Regions from separate parts of the Mus musculus genome. Here all the other regions are linked to region 2. A link is a contact called in public HiChIP or PLAC-seq data. All regions are on one chromosome and are shown on one strand. Each heading gives the region's core, a stretch centred on a gene start, on an enhancer-like site or on the middle of the called end of the contact. The rest is flanking DNA. Distances are from core to core; before and after follow the strand shown. Region 1 holds the start of Pde2a (phosphodiesterase 2A, cGMP-stimulated). Region 2 holds the start of Arhgef17 (Rho guanine nucleotide exchange factor (GEF) 17). Region 3 overlaps Pde2a (phosphodiesterase 2A, cGMP-stimulated).

The links. HiChIP or PLAC-seq counts read pairs in DNA pulled down with a chosen protein or histone mark.
Region 1: a contact with region 2 is called in an H3K27ac HiChIP or PLAC-seq map of extraembryonic endoderm stem cells, with 3 times the contacts expected there. The contact joins the promoter of Pde2a here to the promoter of Arhgef17 in region 2. A contact is called at or near these places in 5 of 39 promoter capture datasets (the C10 cell line, embryonic stem cells, hippocampal neurons and 2 more), 1 of 15 datasets of contacts at CTCF or cohesin (large pre-B cells), 8 of 115 datasets of contacts at active chromatin or transcription factors (T-cell acute lymphoblastic leukemia, embryonic forebrain, extraembryonic endoderm stem cells and 5 more) and 1 of 9 other capture datasets (liver).
Region 3: a contact with region 2 is called in an H3K27ac HiChIP or PLAC-seq map of T-cell acute lymphoblastic leukemia, with 4 times the contacts expected there. The contact joins the enhancer-like site here to the promoter of Arhgef17 in region 2. A contact is called at or near these places in 4 of 39 promoter capture datasets (embryonic stem cells, hippocampal neurons and liver), 3 of 115 datasets of contacts at active chromatin or transcription factors (T-cell acute lymphoblastic leukemia, embryonic stem cells and epiblast stem cells) and 1 of 9 other capture datasets (pancreatic islet).

Annotation. Positions count from the first base shown.
Region 1 is chr7:101,449,952-101,452,758 of GRCm38.p6, reverse strand. It overlaps Pde2a (phosphodiesterase 2A, cGMP-stimulated), which reads right to left and starts at 1,507. Exons shown (of 30, transcript NM_001143849.2): 1 at 1,291-1,507. The coding sequence starts at 1,407.
Region 2 is chr7:100,930,560-100,933,600 of GRCm38.p6, reverse strand. Arhgef17 (Rho guanine nucleotide exchange factor (GEF) 17) reads left to right here and starts at 1,440. Exons shown (of 21, transcript NM_001081116.1): 1 at 1,440-3,041. The coding sequence starts at 1,862.
Region 3 is chr7:101,485,860-101,488,647 of GRCm38.p6, reverse strand. The region is part of intron 3 of Pde2a (phosphodiesterase 2A, cGMP-stimulated); the gene reads right to left. Among named protein-coding and RNA genes, the nearest start is that of Mir139, 12 kb to the right of the region's middle. Within about 2 kb of position 1,302, at least 11 of the 459 cell types and tissues checked have an H3K27ac peak or open chromatin away from gene starts, as enhancers often do. A contact at or near this core is called in T-cell acute lymphoblastic leukemia, where this site is marked.

The DNA of each region.
Region 1 (2,807 bases), core at 258-2,757, 520 kb before region 2:
ATGTGATTATACATAGCACAACATATATGATTACACACAAGGCACACTCAACACATGCTATGTACACAGGAACCCTCACATAAGCACATATACCCCAGACTCACCCATCCCTCACTACAGGTGAAGGACATTTACCCCCTCTCTCTATCCCCAAACCCAACTGCCCCAGTCACTACCAGGACAGCTGGGATAAGGAGATATCATGTATAAGTTATAAATACCAGTGTCCCACCTCACGATCCCTACCCACCATATATTTTGGGCACCCTGAGGGCAACGTTCTCCATGTTTAAGCCCTTGGACTTGAGTCCATCCTATGCCATACCTGAGAACACAGGCACAGGTGGAGGTCCTAGAGGCTCCAGCCCTGTCTTCTGAGCCGGTTCCCCCACGACCCAAAGTAGAGGCAGACATGTAGGGAAGGCATGGTCACAGAAAGACCCTAGCACAAAGATAGAGACCTACAGAAACTGAAGGGCTGAACAGACCAGGAGAGGTAGGCAGCCTGGAGCAACACACTAAACAAGAGAACAGCAGAGGGGCCAAAGGATGATGCACTCAGAAATTTGGGAACTGGAAGAATGATATGGGACTATCACATCTAGAGGCTGGGAGGCAACAGGAGGAGACTGGAGGTCTGTGTAAAAGATGAGGACTGGGAGGGGGCAGTCTGGCAGAGGAGAAGAGAGAATCTGGGTTTTAAAAGGGGGTTGGACCCTTGGGTTGGGTGGAAGATGGTGACTAGAATCTAGATGATTAGTAAGGATGGGGAGTAAGACTTTATAAAATAGAAGATAGAGGTTTGGGGGTGAGGTCCTACTTATGAGGTAAAGTTCTCTGCAGCCAGGGGCTTAGGGGATATGGGTGTGCCTGGAATCTGATATGTACAGTAGAGAGCCAGAGGTTTGAGAGGGGAGTGGGACTAACCTGGGAGGAGGGAACTCCGGGTTTATACAGAGCTGTTAATGTGGCTGAGGGGGGCAACGAGGATTAGGACTTCGGGGCTTGGGATGGAGGAGTTCTAGATGCGAAGCAGAGTCAGAATCTGGAGGGGCATTTGAACTATGAGCCGAAGAATCAAGGACCCCCTCTGGGTATGGCTGCAGTCCCATTCAGTACAAGACGGGTTCCAAACTAAGGGAAGGGTCCCCTCTTAAAGGAAGGTTCAGGAGAGAGTAGACCGTGGGGCAGACGACTGCAAGCTCTTCAGAAGACCGGGCCCTCACCGGGCTCTCCCTGGACACCCGCTTCTCCCTGTTACCCAGAATGGGGGGGGGGGGGGCCTCCTACCTGCAGGCTGTCGGCGCATGGCTGCGGCGGCGGCTCGTCCGGCTTGAGGAAGACCTGCTGGCCCCGCCTGAGGAATTGGACAACAGCGATGAGGATGTGGTGCAACACCAGGACCATGCTCGCAGCCGCCCGCCCGCCCCTCCAGCCCGGCCCGCTGCACTCGGTCAGCGCGTCCGCAACAGCTTCGCCGGTCCGCGCGAGGGTCCGCCCTGGTCCCGCCCCGCCCCCGCCCCCGTCCCGCCCCAGGCCTCCAGGCCCCGCCTACGTTTCTGCTACCGGGGACAGCACTTCAACGCCTTCCAAAGATCGGACCCCACCCGATCCCGGCCGGCTTGCTCCCTGCCAGGCCTTCACCCTCTCAAGTCTCCTGCAGCGGGTCGGCTACGAGGGCTCCCACTCCTCGGTCGCCTCTCAGCCTTCGCTGCCTTCCGCTTATCCCATTGTCACTCCTCCTATGTGGTAGGGCCCCTCCCAGAGTCCCGCGCACTGTCGCACCACATTCTCTCCCCATCACTTGGACTTCAGTAGCCCGGCCAGAACCCCGAGGCCGAGTCCAGCGCAGTGCGGGGAGAGGGGCCGCGGCCACAGTCCGGGAGCCCCGAGGTCCTTTCACTCCTTCCAGTACAGAGGGTAGAGGAAAGTGAGGGAGAAATTTAGAGGTCGCTCCAAAATGGGACGAGCCCTGAAGCGGTAGCAGATCTGTGAAGGAGACACGTGCGCCCTGACACACACAGGCGCACCGTTCCCAAATGTGGGGTGAGAGCACTGGGTTCCTAAGGCTACCAGATAGGCCTTCATCGGCGTCCCAGGAGGCTGAAAAGGGTGCAAGCCCCAGGGCCATCTAGTCCGCAGTTCCGCGGTGGGACCCCGAGAGCTGGGAGCGCATTTCTCTGCAGAGCCGCCTCTGTGCTCAGGCACTTGCAGCAGCCGTGACGCTCCTGCGCCCCCTGGTGTTCTATCGCAAAGGTGCACCCTGACCCCAGTAGGGGATGGCTGGAGGGATGAGGGGACATTTGTGTAACTTGGGTCAAACCCCTTGCCTGGACCAACCTGTTTTCTAGCCTCTGCTTGCTATAAGATGGGCTAAGGCACAGGACGAGTCTATATCAAATGGTGAATTTGGGTCTTCCTGGATTTTGCCAGTGTAACTTTAGCTTGATCCCCTTCCCATTGGGTGTCAGTTGTCCCACAGGGCTGCCAGAAGACAAAAACTTGGAATGATGGTGAGACAGACAGACTCCTGACAGCCCTCACTGTGACTTTCCCTGGTTCTCCTTTCTGCGCTACTGCCCCTCTTCCTGTACTTCCCTCTCCCCCCAGCCCTTGGAAGGTGACTCAGTGAGCCCCCTGCTCCTTGCCTCATAGATGTGATTCATTTGGGCCCTTTCCCCCTGGGGAGCAATTTCCCCAGTGTTGAGTCACTGAGCCCAGTGCTGGACACGGTCCCAGCACCTGGCACAGGCTTGGAAGTGTCCTAGCTGTCCCAGTAGCTCAAGGGGTGATCTTCCACACAAGGA
Region 2 (3,041 bases), core at 191-2,690:
TGCCCACCACCCACAAAGAGAAAGGCTGCTGGAACTTAAAGGAATCAGACCCTCCTTCTTCATCAAAATCTCTAAAAAAAACCGTGATGATTGACAACTTTAAAGTCTGGATTTGAGCCACACCTAGAGCTATCCTTTCCCTCTGACTTCTGCAATGGCTATTGTGACTTCTCTAATAACATCTATCCCCAAGGGTGGCCTAAGGATTAAATAAAATACTTAAAATGTTACCCGTACGTCCTAGGCAGTCCATATATTTTCATTCATTTAGGTGTGGAGTCCTACATTTAAAGCCTCTGGGCAAAAAGGGACCTAACAGAGGTGCGAAGTTGACATCCCAGTAACCAGAACAATTTTAGACTTGCTAGACTGCAGCAGGAGCGGGAGGGGAGGTCTAGGGTAGATCATTGTTGCAGCGGGAGAGACACCTTCCTGGTCTGGAGGGTGGAGCACCCACAGGTAGGAGTATAGGTTTGGCGGAGGGAAGTTGAGGGCGTTCCCGTGCAAACACCTTTTGTGCAGGAGGCCAAAGAAAGGGCAGAGTGCTTGCCAAAGGGGGCAGGAAACGCCTGTAAGCAAGTGAAACCTTCCTAACCCTTCTATGGTTGGTTGTGGGAAGATGAAGTTTTATCTCTACGGAGTTTGGAGAAAGCGGAGAATCTTGCCCGCAGAGGGCGCAAGAGCAACGTACCCCGACCGCAGAAAGACGTGGGGAGCGGAGTCTTAGAGATTAGAGGACGCCAGGCCTTAGAGGGCAGGGGGCGTGGCAACTGGAAAAATGGCGGGGGAAGTTGTGTGTAATAGTCCTGAGTGGTGGGACTGCTAAAGCAGCATTGGGTGGGTTAAGGGACAGTCAGCGAGGGACAAACCAGAGGGAGGTGGGAGATAGGTGGAGCGTTTGGGAGAGTGAGGGGCGGGACATGGGCGTGGTGCGGCGGGATTCGCCACTGAAGGATGAGTACGGGGCGTGGTCTGAGCAAGGTGGGGAACCACAAGCGCTCCGGTGGGCCTGCCCCACCTACGTCTCCCTGGGCCCCACCTCTTTTCCGGCCAGGAGAGTTTCTGCGTGTACCTGAGTTTCGGTGTGTACCTGAGTTTTTGGGTCTTGGGTTGCCATGTTGGAGCCCCTGCGGCAGAGGTTCCCGCGTGAAAGCGGGGACTACTTTATGCAGAGCTGTCCACTCTCAGCTCCTGTGGGTATCTGAAGGAGTCCCCAGGGAGGATCAGCCCGCGGCTTTCGCAGCCGACTCCCCTAGAGGGTCGTTTTGGTCTACAAAAGTCCTAGCATCCTGTTTCTCCTTCGGCTCCTCCCCGATTCCCTCCCCCCACAGTGTTCCCAGCCTCGCGCGCTCCCGGAGCCCACCCCCTCTTTTGGGCGCCAGGCCCCGCCCCCCGCCCCCTTTCCTCTGCCTCAAAGTTTATTTGCAACAAAAGGGAGCAGAGAGCTAGCTGCTTAGAGGGAGGGAAAGGGAGCTGGAGCGGGAGCTCGAGGGGAGGCAGGCGGGCCGCCGGGCTTGGCAGGCGGACTTTGAGTGCAGGAACCGAGCCTTAGGCCCCTCACCGGCAGGACCGCGATGTCCCTGGCCTCTCCCGCAGAGGCTAAGGCTGGGCCTGGGGTCGCCGCAGGGGCGAGAGGGGCCGCCCAGGATGGAACTCCTGCCTTTTGTAGCCGCGGAAACTTGATCTTCGACTGATAAACCTCTGCTCACGTCTCCGCACCCTCCTCCACAGCCGCCGCACGCTGCGGGTGCAGGACCCAGGCTCTCGGACCGTGGCCACTGCGCGCCCTCGGAGTGGGAGTGCAGGGGGGGTTGGCCGCGGCGTCCCGAGGCCAGCCCCCCCGGAGTGACTAGCACCAACCATGGCGGACGGGTCACCTCGACCCCCACTTTATCGCAGCGTCTCGTTTAAACTGCTGGAGCGCTGGAGCGGCGGACCGGGGCCGAGGGAGGAGGACGCGGACACCCCTGGGTTGCGGCGCCGAGCTTCGTGCCGGCCAGCCGCGGCAGTCCCGGGCCAGCCCTCCCGGCGCGTGTCCAAGCTGGCGTCGGGGCCCCCGGCCGCCCCCGCGCAGCCGCGCCCGCTCCGCAGCCTCTCGCCATCGGTGCGCCAGCTCTCCCGGCGCTTCGACGCGGCGGGTCTGGACGACGACTCCACTGGTACCCGGGACGGGGGCTGCTCCTCCGGCACCACAGAAGAAGCTGCGGAAGGCTCTGAACGTGGGGCCTGGCCCAGCGTCACAGAGATGCGCAAACTCTTCGGCGGTCCGAGCTCCAGACGACCCAGTATGGACTCTGAGGCCCTGGGGTCGACCAGCCCCGACAGAGTTTCGTGGGAGCCCCCAACTCGCGATCCCCGGCAACCTCCGACGCCACCTCCTCGAACGTGCTTTCCTCTGGCTGGCCTGCGTTCTGCGCGGCCGCTGTCCGGGCCCGGGATCGAGGGGAGGCGACGTCGGCAGCACCAGCAACAGGAGCGGGCGCAGCGTCCGGCGGATGGTTTACATTCTTGGCATAGCTTCTCCCAACCGCAGGCCGGGGCCCGGGCCTCCTCCTCCTCCTCCATTGCCTCCTCCTATCCTGTCAGCCGCAGCCGGGCTGCTAGTTCCAGCGAGGAGGAAGAGGAGGGACCGCAGTCGCAGCTTGGGCCTCAGAGTCCGGCCTACCTCGGCGGCCACTCTTCGGGCAGTGACGAGGACCCAAATGGTGAGGATGGCCGTCGCTGGAGAGGGAGAGGTCTCCGGCCTGGACGCTCTCAGTTGGTTCACGGCTGCAGCCAGGACAGTGACGAGCTAAATCCGGGAGGCTTGGGATCAGCGGGGGGTGTCGGGAGCCCCGAACCTCCGACGTCTCCAAGAACCTCAATGGATGAGTGGGGTACTGGTACACAGCCATGCCTCCCAGGTCCCCAAGAGAGCTTAAGGCCTATGTCCGACACTGGGGGTGCACCTTTCCGTGTGGCTAAGGTGAGCTTTCCTGCGTACCTGGCCAGCCCAGCTGGCTCCCGAGGAAGTAGTCGCTATTCCAGCACAGAGACCCTCA
Region 3 (2,788 bases), core at 53-2,552, 560 kb before region 2:
TATATTGATTGTCAGCTTGACAGGGTCTGGAATCACCTTGGAGACAAGTCTCTGAGCATGCATGTGAGGCATGTTCTGGATTAGGTTAATTAATATAGGAAGACTCGTTCTAAATGTGGGTAGCACATTCCGTGGGCTGGGATCTCATGCTGAATAAAAAGAAGAACGCTAGCTGGGTACAAGTATTCGCTCTTCTCTGCTTACAGACAGTGGATATGGTGTGACCCGCTGCCATGCCTTCTCTGCCATGACTGACTGTCCCCTTGGCCATCTCACCGAAATTCATCCCTTCACTGAACCCCCTCACTGAAGGCCCTCAATGAATGCCACCCCTCACTGGACCCCAATCCCTCACTAAATCCCACTCACTGAACCCAATTCCACCACTGAACTCCATCTCCTAACTAAACCCCATCATTTCACTGACCCCCCCCCCAACTGAACCCCATCACCTCACTGATCCTCCATCTCTTCACTATCCCTCCATCCCTCTCTGAGTCTTGCACTGATTTCTATGACCTTTCATCTCTCTCTTGAAGACAAATAATGATGTAGGCCAGCACCTGGCTCTCCTCTGCCAGAATGAGACTCCAGAAATGGGAACGGACAGTCACTGTGTTCTCCAAGACAAACCAGATGGACAATTGGATTCTGTCATGAGAAAAAAACAGGTTTGCCTTGAGGAAGTGCCCTGCGTCGGTAGCCAAGGCTATGCCCAAATGATAGCTGGAAGGCCTAAGGCTCCCATACTTGGCAGCGGGGGATCTGAGGTTTGGGGATGCCTGGTTGGGGTCTCAGACAGGCTAGGAGATTGGGAAGGGGAGCCTCGGGGGTTCTTTCCTTTCCGGGCCAGAATCCCTGTCAAAGCCAGTAAAATTCAGGGCTGGACCAACCTGGTCATTGTACAGAGGGGAAAATAGAGGCCCGGGAGAAAGCAATAGGATTGTCATCATGGCAACAACGCCCTGAAGCCCAAGCGTCCTGCTTGCCAGTCCCAAACTCTTCTGTAGACAGAATCTCCCTGGGGATGCCATGGCGACCAGCCCCCTTTTGTGAAGCTTGGCTCTTTCTCATCGGCAGGGAATCCCTTGTGCATGTCTCATGAAATGGGTGCTGCTGACCCACAGAAGATGAGCAGGGAAGGATTAAGCTGGGGAGCAAAGAGAACAAGCCTAGGGAGACACAAAGACGAACTACACTTTTCCTCCTTAACTGAGCATGCCCTCGGAGTGGGTAGAGTCAGAAAGGCTCCACCCTGCCTCTCCCTAACACCACCTTCACTCATTTTCTGTCTACCACCTCAGCCTTATCTGCCTTTACAATCCAGCCTCCAGCCACACCTGCTGCTCTCTGCCAGCTAGCAGTCACCAGCAACCACCAAAAAGCTCAGCTTCCTGCCGGATCACCCCTCCCCCACCGCTGCCCAGGTAGCTGCACACAGGCAGGTGCCTCCACTATGTCTCGATGGTCACACTTGAGAGAAGCCTGTCCCCAGTCCCACCCATTTCACAGAAAAAGAGACTGAGGTCAAAAGGAAATTCATTCCCTCAAGGTCAACAAAGGGTAGTCTTCCTTTGGGCTGAGGAGTAGGCAGGCATGCCGCTAGGCTAGAATCCAGGCCTATCTGCCTACCACATGTCTGGGTCTCACACTTCATTCTGCAGGGAAAACTTGAGAACAGGGCCCATAACACCCTTGGGCCCATCAGTCCTAGTGATAGACCTGAGCTCACTCAGGTCCCATACATCAGACACAGGTATGGGCAGGCAGAACAGATTAGAAAAAAGGGTGCCAGCCTGAGACCCTAGCCCTAGTCCTTACTGGCCTGACTGCTCTCTAAGATCTGTGCCCTGAGATGCCAATCCCCTGCCCTCTTGCTCTTTCTGCCTTCTGGAATCCCTGTTTTTTTTTCTGTCCCAGTAGGCACTAGCCTCCCATCTCCAAGTAGTTCTGGGCTAATTGCATTTGAGCATTTACTTTTAATTGTCTTTTCCAAAGGCTTTACTGAATATGGAGAGGATGCTGAACCGACTGCTAATGTAGAGTGTCGGAGCCCTTCCAAGCTGTGCCCTGCAGATACCACCAGCTCCCCAAGGAAGGAGGGCCTGCCTGGAGCACTAGAGAGAGCAAGCTCCACGGGAGGCTCCAACCTGTCCTGTCCCCTGAGCCTGCCATTCGGTGCATTCTTCCCAACCCCCAGGGATGCTCCCCTGACTACTGGGAGACTTCCTGGAGGAGGCAAGCCAATAACAAACGAAGAACTCTGGGGGGGGGGGGGGAGCAACACACATTACAGCTTTTTTGGTTTGGTTTGGTTGGTTTTTGAGACATGGTTTCTCTGTGGAGTCTTAGCTGTTCTAGAGCCAGGCCTCAAACTCACAGAAATTTGCCTGCTTCTGCCTCCCGGGTGCTGGGATTAAAGAGCACGTGCCACCACCGCCCGGCCCAGCTTTTTTTATCTTTACGATTCAGAAGATCTGGCCTAGTGGTGGTATAGCTACTCAAGAGGCTGAGGCCGGAGGAAAAAAAAAAGTGTAAGGCTAGCTTGGGCCACAGAGTAATTCCAGGCTAGCCTGGACAATGTAGTGAGACCCTGTCTCGAAATAAACATATACGCATGGGTATTGGAGGATGTAGCTCAGTAGAGCCCCGCATGCATGAGGCCCTGGGTTTGATTGCCAGTACTGCTAAAAAGCAGGAGGTGGTGGCGCCTCCAAATGATGATGGAAGTACCACTATTGTCACCATGTCCAAAGCAAAATCCCCTAGATAGGGCCCAGGCTACAGG